Regions from separate parts of the Hordeum vulgare genome. Here region 1 is linked to region 2. The links are chromatin contacts, called in public Hi-C maps. All regions are on one chromosome and are shown on one strand. Each heading gives the region's core, a stretch centred on a gene start, on an enhancer-like site or on the middle of the called end of the contact. The rest is flanking DNA. Distances are from core to core; before and after follow the strand shown. Region 1 holds the start of LOC123426812 (26S proteasome non-ATPase regulatory subunit 11 homolog). Region 2 holds the start of LOC123426811 (calmodulin-binding protein 60 D-like).

Region 1 (5,499 bases), core at 361-2,860, 450 kb after region 2:
CTTTCCTTTACTAGTTTGGAGGAAATATGTTCTCACATATTCCCAACCTTAACATATGGAAATGAAAAACCGAGGCCATATATACCTCAACTTCATGATGTGTAATGTTTAGATCATCAAAGATACCTAATGATATTTGCTACCGATAGCAGTTTCAACTGTAAGCAATTAGTTGGTCAGGATAAAAGTTATCTTTATAAGAGAACCATGTAGTCCAAGAGATACCGCATATTTACAACACGAATGGTTGGGTTATCTGGAAATAAACTGAGAAGAAGGCAAGAACAAAAGGGAAGAAGGCAACAACAAAATTTCTCTCCATGCATGTCTTGTAACATGGACCAAGAACTTGTTCAACTATGGAGCAGAACAATTCCTTGCACATAAAAAAATCTGAATCAGTATTCAAGTAGGGTACAACTTTTGGAGTGACGAATGCAGATCTTCAAGATTCTCTTCGACCTCATCTAAATAATTTGATGAAGAGAAGTTAAATTAAAAACATAACCCGACAATCTCTCCTGCTTTTTCCTGCTCTAAATGATATGATGTTGTGATTGTCAGTCACCGCCACCTCCCTGCTCTTACCTTGCCCGTCTCCAAGGTCTGCCCTAATTTATTGACCACAATCAGTATGAAGAGCACTTGTATATTGTTTGATGGTCGATACATGAATGAGAAAGAAATATAGGGGAACCTGGGAAAAGGGTGAGTGAAGAGTGGTAGGGAAGAAATCATATATACACGTAGGTGGGCACATCAACCACCGTGAATGCCTGTTGAGAAAACTAAAGAATGATTGCTTCCTTCAATCTCCAACGGAGTAATTTCGCACAGCCGAACAGCCATGGCGTCGGTCTGCATCTTCGTCCGCGTCGGTTCACCTTGCCCCCAAACAGTGGGACTAATCGATCGACACCCCCTATTTCGCATGCGACGGATCCGCTCCCCTCTCTCTCTCTCCCTCTCGCAGCGACCTAATCGGTCTTCTCTGTCGAGCTCTGTCTGACTCGTTCCTCTGTCGAGCGGATTTTCTTTTTTGAGATCTACGGCCGGTCGATCAGTCTGCCTATTTTGCGTTTTTATGGACCTTGGTCATTTAACTAACGGGCCACTACAAAAGGCCCAGCTTAGCAAAGCGCTCCGATTCGGCTACCGGAGTAGTAGCCCTTAGGACTTCGAGCTCTGTCTGACTCGTTCCTCTGTCGAGCGGATTTTCGTTCTTGAGATCTTCGATCAGTCTGTCTCTTTTACGTTTTTATGGACCTTGGTCTACAAAAGGCCCAGTTTACCAAAGCGCTTCGATTTGGCTGCCGGAGTAGCAGCCCTTAGGACTTCTGGCCCACGTAATAGAACGTGCGGGGGAGGGTGATCCCACGGCCAAAACGTTTCAATCCTGTAAACGGACGGTCAAAAATGATGAAGACGTGAGAGGGCTTGGAAGTGGTGTGCGGTTATAGTGTCCTAAATTACTCCCGCAGCCTCTCCTTTGGTTAGCTCGACTGGCTTCCCCGTTCGTCACCCCCAGATTTCTCACGCCAGCACCGCCGAGCTCTCCCCCCGGAAGGCCGGAACACGCCTCCTGGTCTCCTTCCGCGGAGGCAGGCCACCTCCAAGGACCCCCCCCCCCCCCCCCCTCCCTTCCATTCGTCGCCGTCCTCCTCCGCGCTACTGGACAGATCCATCCGTGCTCGGATCGCTTCCTTCTCTTGGTAACGAACCCTAGCTTTCCTGGATTACTCCAAGAGTTTTAATATATGATTTCCCATCGCGTTAGCAATCTGATGCCAAAAAATACATATCTGTGTTTTGCTGGGTAATTTGTTCTGGATTTCACTGTTGCGGCCTGCGTGGTCCTCGGTAGTACCCCGCAGAAATCAGCTGCGGGGTCGACCTAGCGTGTACTGCAAGCCTGTGTACTTTGTTAGAGTGAAGAAATTGGATCTCGCTAAGGGCAGCATGGTTTTCCCCTGTCTTGGCTGTTTATTCTGGGATTAGGGTTTAGGGATTCTGGTCATGGTAATTAATTAGGCTTAGGAATTATTGTTACGACCTAGCTTGGTGAAGGGTGTTGTCAAGTATACTGAGTTAGGGCCTGTTTGGGACTGCTTAAATTCACCAAAATCAGCTTCACTTCGTCAAATTCACTTTGGAGCAGTTTCATACAGAAGCTATAGCACTATCAAGAGAATGTTTGGCTTCCATCTAGCTCCAGCTTCAAGAATATAAAATTTGGTGGAAAGAATCTATTTGATTGGTTGAGGGGAAAGAAATGAAGGGCTATCCACTTAGTGGTGGCAGTGGTGGGTAATTTTCCCCCAACTCCAGCTTCTAGTCTTTTTTGGAGCACCCTCTCGGGAGCTTCATAAAAACTTTGAAGTTGTACCCCAGATTCTAGTTTTTTTTTGTGGAGCAGCATATCGTGGAGCTACCCCGTTTGGCTTGTTTTTTCTGGAGCAGAGTTGAATTTTAAGGAGTAGAGCAGTCCCAAACAGGCTCTTAATAATAGGCATTGGTAGCACTGCGTTTTACCATGATATGCTGAATTGGGCAGCATATTAATCTTGATTTATTCCAACTTAACACCCCAGTTGATTCTTTGTCCAGTTAGATCTTGGGACACTGTTGAGAGACGATTGATTCTGCCCAGTGTTGCACTCTGGGAATTACCCTGCAGATCTAAACACCATGGTTGCAACCTAACTTTAATTGAAACAAAAGTGAATGAGCTTTGCATGTAGTAGCTTCTTGCCTTCTTTTGACTAGAGCTATTATATGAATCTGCAAAGTGAGGACTCGTTCGGTAATCCACCAGCTCCTTAAAATTTAAGAATCTACAGAACACCTGTGCAGCCACTCCACGAATTTGAACTACAGCTCCGTCTGCTCCGGGAGCAGAGCCGTGGAGCGGAGGGACTCCGAATGGGGCCTAAGTGTCTTCTCCACATGCAGTTGTAATGTGGCTGGATTTATAAATGTCAAGATCATTTGCCTGCTTAGATATTCCAGATAATGTAGACCTAACTCGCTAATATTGGTAACTATATGTTTCTTGCCTTCTGAAGAAGGCATAAGTACTGATTCGAGGTTCATGCACGCCAATATGTTATCCTCTTTTCCTTTATTAGTTGGAGGCGTCGATAAGGAAATTCATGCTTGCACCTAGTGTTAGGTAGTGCCTTGCTTACTTTGACATCCCCATACCTTTGTTCTAGAAAATTCTGATTCATTCTAATATTCTACTCCCTCCGTTCCTAAATATAAGTCTTTTTAGACTTTCACTAGGGACTACATATGGATTTATATAGACATACATTAGAGTGTAGATTCACTCATTTTGCTCCGTATGTAGTCCGTAGTTGAATCTCTAAAAAGACTTATATTTAGGAACGGAGGGAGTATAACACTAAGTAACTTATGTTTATTTTACTGTCAGGTTCAGCGTATGGTCATGTCTTCTTCAATGGACTCATCATACCTTCCTGCTACCACTGAGTCAATTGCAATGGCCCAGGAGGCTAAGGATGCTTCAGAGTCAATATCGATCCTTTACCGTGTGATTCAAGACCCGTCTTCTTCTGCAGATGCACTGAGAGCAAAAGAACTTGCAATTACCAACCTTACAAATTACCTCACTCAAGAGAACCGAGCTGAGGAGCTGCGAAACCTTTTGACCCAGCTCAGGCCATTTTTCTCACTGATTCCCAAGGCCAAGACTGCAAAAATTGTCCGTGGAATCATTGATGCTGTCTCCAAGATTCCTGGAACATCTGATCTCCAGATCTCGCTGTGCAAAGAGATGGTGGAATGGACCCGTGCAGAGAAGCGCACGTTCCTCAGGCAGCGTGTGGAGGCAAGGTTAGCGGCACTTTTGCTGGAGAATCAGGAGTACACTGAAGCCCTGACCCTCCTTACTGGTCTTATCAAGGAAGTCAGGAGACTTGATGACAAGTTACTCCTTGTGGACATAGACCTCTTGGAAAGCAAACTCCACTTCTCACTGAGAAACCTGCCAAAGGCCAAAGCTTCGTTGACTGCTGCAAGGACAGCAGCGAATGCCATCTATGTTCCACCGGCTCAGCAGGGCACTATTGATCTGCAGAGTGGAATCCTTCACGCAGAAGAAAAGGATTACAAAACTGCTTACAGCTACTTCTTTGAAGCATTTGAAGCTTTCAATGCACTGGATGACCCAAGAGCTATCTTCAGCTTGAAGTACATGCTCTTGTGCAAGATAATGGTTAACCAAGCTGATGATGTTGCTGGAATAATCTCATCTAAGGCTAGCCTAAAGTATGTTGGTCCGGATGTTGATGCTATGAAAGCTGTAGCTGATGCCTACTCTAAAAGATCTCTCAAGTACTTTGAAACTGCCCTCCGTGATTTCAAATCCCAGCTTGAGGAGGACCCAATTGTTCACAGGCATCTGTCCTCTCTGTATGATACCCTCTTGGAGCAGAATCTGTGCAGGTTGATTGAGCCCTACTCGAGAGTGGAGATTGGGCATGTTGCACAGATGATTGAACTGCCGGTTGATCATGTTGAGAAGAAGCTGTCGCAGATGATTCTAGACAAGAAATTTGCTGGTACTCTGGATCAAGGTGCTGGTTGCCTCATCATCTTTGAGGATCAGAAGACAGAGGCCATCTTCCCTGCTACACTGGAAACCATTTCTAATGTTGGAAAGGTCGTGGACAGTCTTTACATGAGGTCGGCCAAGATCATGGCTTGAAGGCAACCTTTAAGACATGTAATCCTGCATATTGATGCACTGGCATGTGATAGTTTGACTGTTTGGTATGGTTTCAGCCTTTTCAGTGCCTTTGCCGCCTTTAAGACATGTAATCCTGCATATTGGCACTTGATTTTGTATGTCGGTCGTTATGTTGGATCATAGAAAAATCCACCTTGCTCATGAACTGGACAATTTGTTAATTTTATGCGGTGGATGTACCGATGCTAGCTTGTCCAAACATAAATGGGTAGTTCACTCACTTGCTTTGGTTGGTATGTTGAACTTATGCTGTTAAGGGATTTCCATCAGTGTTGAAACTGGGCCTAACATTTATCGTAGTTTTATTTGTCAGAGTTGTTAATGCTGTTATGGCATTCCCTTTCTGTTACTTTCTTGTGTGGTTGCTTCATGTCAGTTGTTGCCTTTGTTGGCAGTGATTCCTGTTTAGCTACTCTGTTCTTTTATGGTTTTGGGTCGTATGTTCTGTTGTGCTTTCAGAGTTGTGGCTGATCATGTGAATTCGTCAGCCATGCGTTTAATTATGCAGATTTCTGATCGAAGTGAAGCTGCCGTTTTTTTTTTTTTTTTTTTTGTTTTTTTTTTGGAATGATCAGTAAACAGACCTGATGCTGCTTACTACTCCCCCTGTACCTAAATACTTCTAGTTGGGGGAGAGGTACAGAGGGAGTAGTACTTATAACACAAAACGAAGCCTGTAGGTATCTAAATATGCTATACATAGTTCTGTACTGTTTTGGTGAGAC
Region 2 (5,716 bases), core at 1,028-3,527:
ACAAGTTAATAAAAGATGTCGCATGTTCTTTAACTCACAACTCTTCGGAGAATCGGCTCCAGGGATGAACAAAGCTTCTGCAAACTGTCCAACTTGAGAGCTTCTACAATGACACTGAAAGAAAAGGACAAGTTGCAGAGGTTTATCAAAGCACGGTATAATAAACCTCAAATAAACAAAGGATGCACACCTTAGAACCTTAGATTTACGTATACCATTTGTTGTGCAATGGTTAACCAATATAAAATTCTTAGATGAAATTAAGCATGTGTCACATAGTTGTCATGTGGTTTTAGAAAATCCCAAATGATAACGCCCACACGTGTCGCATGTTTGCATTTCGCCCACACGGTCGATCCACGTTGAATCTGTTTTGCATGAATCCTAGAGGAATCTGTTGGAATTTCAGTGCCACGTAGGCATCATCATGTGTGTGGGCGTTGGAGAGTTCGCCCACACAACCCGCAGCGCGCGGTTGCCAGCTGCGTCGTGTGGGCGAACCGGTTTCTGCCCACACAGTCACCACCTAGTCCACGCGCGTGTGGGCGAATTGCTCTTCGCCCATACGACGCTCGTACATTGCTAGATGGCAACTGCAGTTGCGCGTACGTGGCAACTAGGTAAACACACATGTCAACTATGGTTCGTTCCTAGATGGCAACTGCAGTTGCGCGTACATGGCAACTAGGTGAACACATGGCAACTATGATTAACCATACATGGCAACTATGGTTGGACCACACATGGCAACTAGGTAAACACACATAGCAACTATCCCCGGGTAACTATAGTTAACCAAAACGGAGAGAGTTGCCATGCTTTTACAACTACATTTGCCATCCTGGTAACTAAAGTTGTCATCCGAGGGTAACTAAAGTGTCATCCCGCGGGTAACTAACGTAGCTACGCCAGGACGTGTGAGCAGATTTGCCTCGTGCCACACGCGCGGGGTGGGGATGAGTAGTACTTGTTGGGCGTGTGGCACGAAGTAGCTGCGCCCACACGTGTGGGCAGTTCTAATGTTCGCCCACACACGACCCGTGTGGGCTGCCTCCTGCGTACGCCACACATGGTGTGTGGGCGGATGTCTAATATGTCACACGTGTGGTGAATATCGGGACCCTAGAAAATAGATATTCAAATTCAAGTAGTCAATGAATTATATGGTGAAGCAGATGAGACAGATGCCTATTAAGAATTTCACTCAACGTTCAACGTAGGATATAATCAATATCTTACTAAAATCGGAAAAATTACATCAACTTGAGTCCTAGTCCAGTGAATATATATCACAAACATATTATAATAAATTCCGGTGAATAGCAATCTTAAACAATACCAATCAAGGAACTGATTGACTGATTATATGTGCCTATGTCTTGTTGTGGATGACAATAGACTTCAGAGCTCATAAAATGTTTTGAAACAATCTTTCAACTAAAATGGCCGATGCAGGACATGTTCTCACTTCTCACACAAAAAACTATGTTTCAATCCCGTTCTTGATAGGAAACTCTTATTCTCCATTAACTAGTCCGTTCAAGTGAAAGTGAACTTTCTCTTTAACTGCCCAATTTTAGCTGTCTAAAGAGCAGACACAGTGATTTAGCACCTTCAGCTGAGAGCAAATGCACACATTTCAGCATTAAAACAGGTCAGTACAAAACCAAAGCCGTATGAACACGAACTGGGCCAATCATTAATTGCGATAGCATCTCTTAATGATATCTGAGTTTAAGCTAGTAGTACTACAGCAAATCGCTAACCCAACCCCTAGGAAGCGCCACCGTCACAAACCTATTAAGTTAGGTCTCCAACACTCACCTGGCGAGGGCCGGGACGCGCGGCCGTTTAGGATCACGTTCGTCGTCGCCGCCGCCTCCGCCACTGCCGCCAGGGTCTAGCGCCCGCTTGGAGCCAGACCGCTCCATGTGGCGCCCCTGCCTCTGCATCTCCGCGGCGCCACAACCTTGCCGGCGCCGTGGGTCAGATCTGCGCCCACCACCACAATTCGGGGATTAAAAACAACCGGCCCGAAACTCCATAAAAATCAACACCTCGAATCGCAGTCAAGGACAAGGAGGCGTGGTGCCGAACCTTAGCAACTAGTAACTGGCAAACGATAGCGGCACGAGGGTTGGAGAAGGCCCGGGCTGCTCCTTCCCGCGTCGAGCTCGAGCCGGAGCAGTGCGGCAGCGACTGGGCGACGACTAGAGGCAAAGCAAGAGATGGAGAGAGAGAGAGAGAGATCTATGTGTGGCGTGGGTGGAGGTGGCGCCCGCCTTTGCCTTTGCTTTGTTTACTCGTTTTGGCTCGCGTACGAGGCGCCAACAACCGCGCGCGCCGTCAGTCAGGTAACCTGGATGACAAGTGGGGCATCGGCAACCGGGACCGCCTGTCTGTGGGTGTGGTGGGTAGGTTGGAGACCGGAGGGTGCTCAGAGCCGTGGCGGCTATCCCGGCCATTATTTTTCTCCATGAAGATTGTGCACGCAAATGTGCACTGCCGTGTTCACCCGCACTCGTCACTGACAGTGCCAAGATGGCCCGCCAGTCGGTCGATGTGTTGGGCTGATGACTAGTTTTAACTTCGCTGACAGTGGGTCGCCAAGTGGGCACTAGGTTACAACGTGCGATAGGGTAGTCGATGATGGGGCGCAGCTGAGGTGACAGATCGCCCACCGTGGTCCATGGATATTAGTCAAGTCTGCTGAGATCGTCTGTGGGCGCGCGACCGTATGTCCACTTCTTAGCCCAACTCCAACGCACATATCAAATGGTACCGGTCTTTGGATGTAAACGGACACAAAACAAGGTTCAACATGCGAGAACAAATGAATATTTATCCGTTTTATGTCCTTTTTGATCATTTTTTGTCTTTGATAGCATTTACGTTGAAATGAACACGTGCGGACGGACGAGATACGTGACCTTGTCCTTCCCTGGCCCGTCCATCGGGGACATAGTCGCCCATTTTTCTTCTCCCCGTCCCCTCCCTTCCTGTCGCCCCCATCCCTCGACCCCCAGCCATAGTCACAGCCGCCAAATTCTCGGTTGCCTCACTATCCAGCCCGGCCGACAAAAGCATGACTGTCGGATGTGTGTCTCTCTTGCCCCCGTCTCTTGCCCCTGTGCCGGCGGCTATCCGCTAGATCTGCGGCGGCGGGATTTCGCACACCCAACCGCCAGATTTGGCGCGTCCGGCTGCCAGTGATTCCGCTTTGCCATGGACTGGCCGGATATCGGGCCACACAGCCTCGGTAGCGTTTCGCGCCGCATGCAGGTATTGAGTCCGTCTCTAGTCGTTCGATCTATCTCATCGGTGGTTCGCTGGCAAAGACATGCTCGGTCATCGTCCGGGCTCAGCTCTAGCCCAGCGACTCGCCGGCTCGCCATTGTCGCTCATAAAGTGCCACGACTGCCCACTGCAGATTGTGTGTCGCGTTTCTACCACACGAGAACATCCCTGATTGGTGTTCTTCAAGTGCAAAAAAGATGGGGGTATGTGCTTCTTTTGATTTGGTTGTTCACCGGATTCAGAGCAATTTTGGTAGCTCATTGTTCGCTTAAATTGTGTGTAGGCTAACAAATGCAAGTTTTGGTATTGGGAATAAGAACACATTGATTTGTTGATAGCATGATATTTGATAGATGTTCATGCATCCCTTGCTATAATTGAGGGTAGAGATGAGAATAGAGAAGAGACTAAAGAGGAAGCAACGGCTATTTCTTTAGAATCAAAAAAGACAGAAGCATGTAAGCTTGAGAATCCGCGGATCAACAATAAAGACGTAAAAAAGATATTAATCCAACTAATAAGAGCAGTTGTGGAAGTTGGATATCTTTTAAAATGTCTAACTGTTGTTCTTGTTTTTTTTTGTCTTCCTTTTCTAGCCGAGAATAGGTGAATGCATTACAATGCATCAAAACATTGTATTTGAAATAGAATAAAAAGCGGCCAAAAAAATGTATACATGCGGATCAGATGCCTCCACGCATTGGACGCATGACCAACACATCCAAAAACGATCGGACGTCGCCCCATTACCCTGCCCAAACGGACAAATTCGAATAAAACGAACGTCCGTATAGGATCGTGCATTGGAGTTGGCCTTAAAGCATCTATCGTTGGACTTAAAAATCCGTCCCACTAAACGTGTGGGACGCGTTCAAACACGCGAGCTCCTGTTGGGTGTTTCACGCGCTAGGGAAGCTCCATGGCTCCGCCACGACAACCCTTGTGGCCAGGCCATGTAGAGCGAGATCAGTCGCATTTATTTCCTCTGGGTTCGCTCGATCGCTTTTAAAAAATAACAAAAATATCGTGTCAAAAATGTTCATGGATTTAAAAAAATCATGATTTTCAAAAAAAGTTTATGATTTTTTAAAGAAGTTCATCGATTTGAAAAAATTTCATTGAAATTGCAAAGAAAGTTCATAAAATTAAAAAAAACTCTTGGATTTGTAGAAAACGTTAATCAATTTGAAAAAATCATCAAAATTAAGAAAAGTTCATGGATTTTGAAAAAAGTTCATTGATTTGAAAAAAAGGCTCGTGTATTTGTAAACAATTATCGAATAGGAAGAAGAAAAAGAAAAAAAAAGAGAAACGAAAAAAAGAAAAGGGCAAAGAATATAAAAAGGAAAAAATATTGAATGCTACCAAATCCCGCTGGGTGGTGGGGTGGTTACATGAGTTGTACCTTGATGAGGGAGGTTGCTCGTTTGATTCGCAAAGGGTGCGCTTTTTTGTGGATTCAAAAATGAAAAAGAAATAGATGGGTCGGCCGAGCGCGGGGGCGCTTCACGCGGCCGTTTGCAAAACGTTTGTGACAGGCGCAAGAAGTGCCAAATAGAAAAGGCCCTCGAGCGCATCGCTTCACAGTTTTTTTAGAAATACAAGAAAACAGTTGACTTCCAATATATTAGGAGGAGATAGCGAAAAACAGATCATACGGCATTGGGGTCTTTGGCAAGGAAACTCAGGAGCACATGTCAAGTACCATGTAGAAGCAAGAGACCCTCATAGCAAGATTAGCTTGGGTCTCCAAGTGGTCCTTCTAGGCATTTCACCCCAACCACGCACAGGGAGTCCATATCGTTTCTAATTGCCGCCATCACCGAGGTGGCATTGGAGCAGATGTTTCTGAAACTGCGCTCGTTTCTCTCCTTCCAAATGTGCCACGTCACCAAACAGAGGATCGATTGGGATTTATTCTTCTCCCTTGTCGTTGTGGTTGAGAGAATGGTTTGAACACGATCCACCAAGCTTCTGCTATTGGAAATATGCCCTAGAGACAATAATTAATTATTTATTATTATATTTCCTTGTTCATGATAATCGTTTATTATCCATGCTATAATTGTATTGATTGGAAACTCAAATACATGTGTGAGTATATAGACAACACACTGTCCCTAGTGAGCCTCTAAGGACTAGCTCGTTCATCAAAAATGGTAAACGTTTCCTGACCATAGACATGACTTGTCATTTGATAACGGGATCACATCATTAGGAGAATGATGTGATGGACAAGACCCAAACTATGAACGTAGCATGTGATCGTGTCACCTTATTGCTACTGTTTTCTGCAGGTCAAGTATCTGATTCTATGACCATGAGATCATGCAACTTGCGAAAACCGGAGGAGCACCTTGTGTGTGTATCAAACGTCACAATGTAACTAGTGACTATAAAGGTGCTCTACAGGTATCTC

What was found. A called contact is a pair of places that touch in the nucleus more often than the background predicts.
Region 1: a Hi-C map of leaf shows a contact between it and region 2, with 2.4 times the contacts expected there. The contact joins the promoter of LOC123426812 here to the promoter of LOC123426811 in region 2. A contact is called at or near these places in 3 of 6 Hi-C or Micro-C datasets (leaf and seedling).

What each region holds. Positions count from the first base shown.
Region 1 is chr2H:493,298,090-493,303,588 of MorexV3_pseudomolecules_assembly, forward strand. LOC123426812 (26S proteasome non-ATPase regulatory subunit 11 homolog) reads left to right here and starts at 1,611. Exons shown (of 2, transcript XM_045110712.1): 1 at 1,611-1,712; 2 at 3,437-5,073. The coding sequence starts at 3,446. The coding sequence ends at 4,732. It overlaps LOC123426813 (probable methyltransferase At1g29790), which reads right to left. Exons shown (of 1, transcript XM_045110713.1): 1 at 5,456-5,499.
Region 2 is chr2H:492,852,319-492,858,034 of MorexV3_pseudomolecules_assembly, forward strand. It overlaps LOC123426811 (calmodulin-binding protein 60 D-like), which reads right to left and starts at 2,278. Exons shown (of 10, transcript XM_045110711.1): 1 at 2,098-2,278; 2 at 1,825-1,992; 3 at 39-114. The coding sequence starts at 1,952.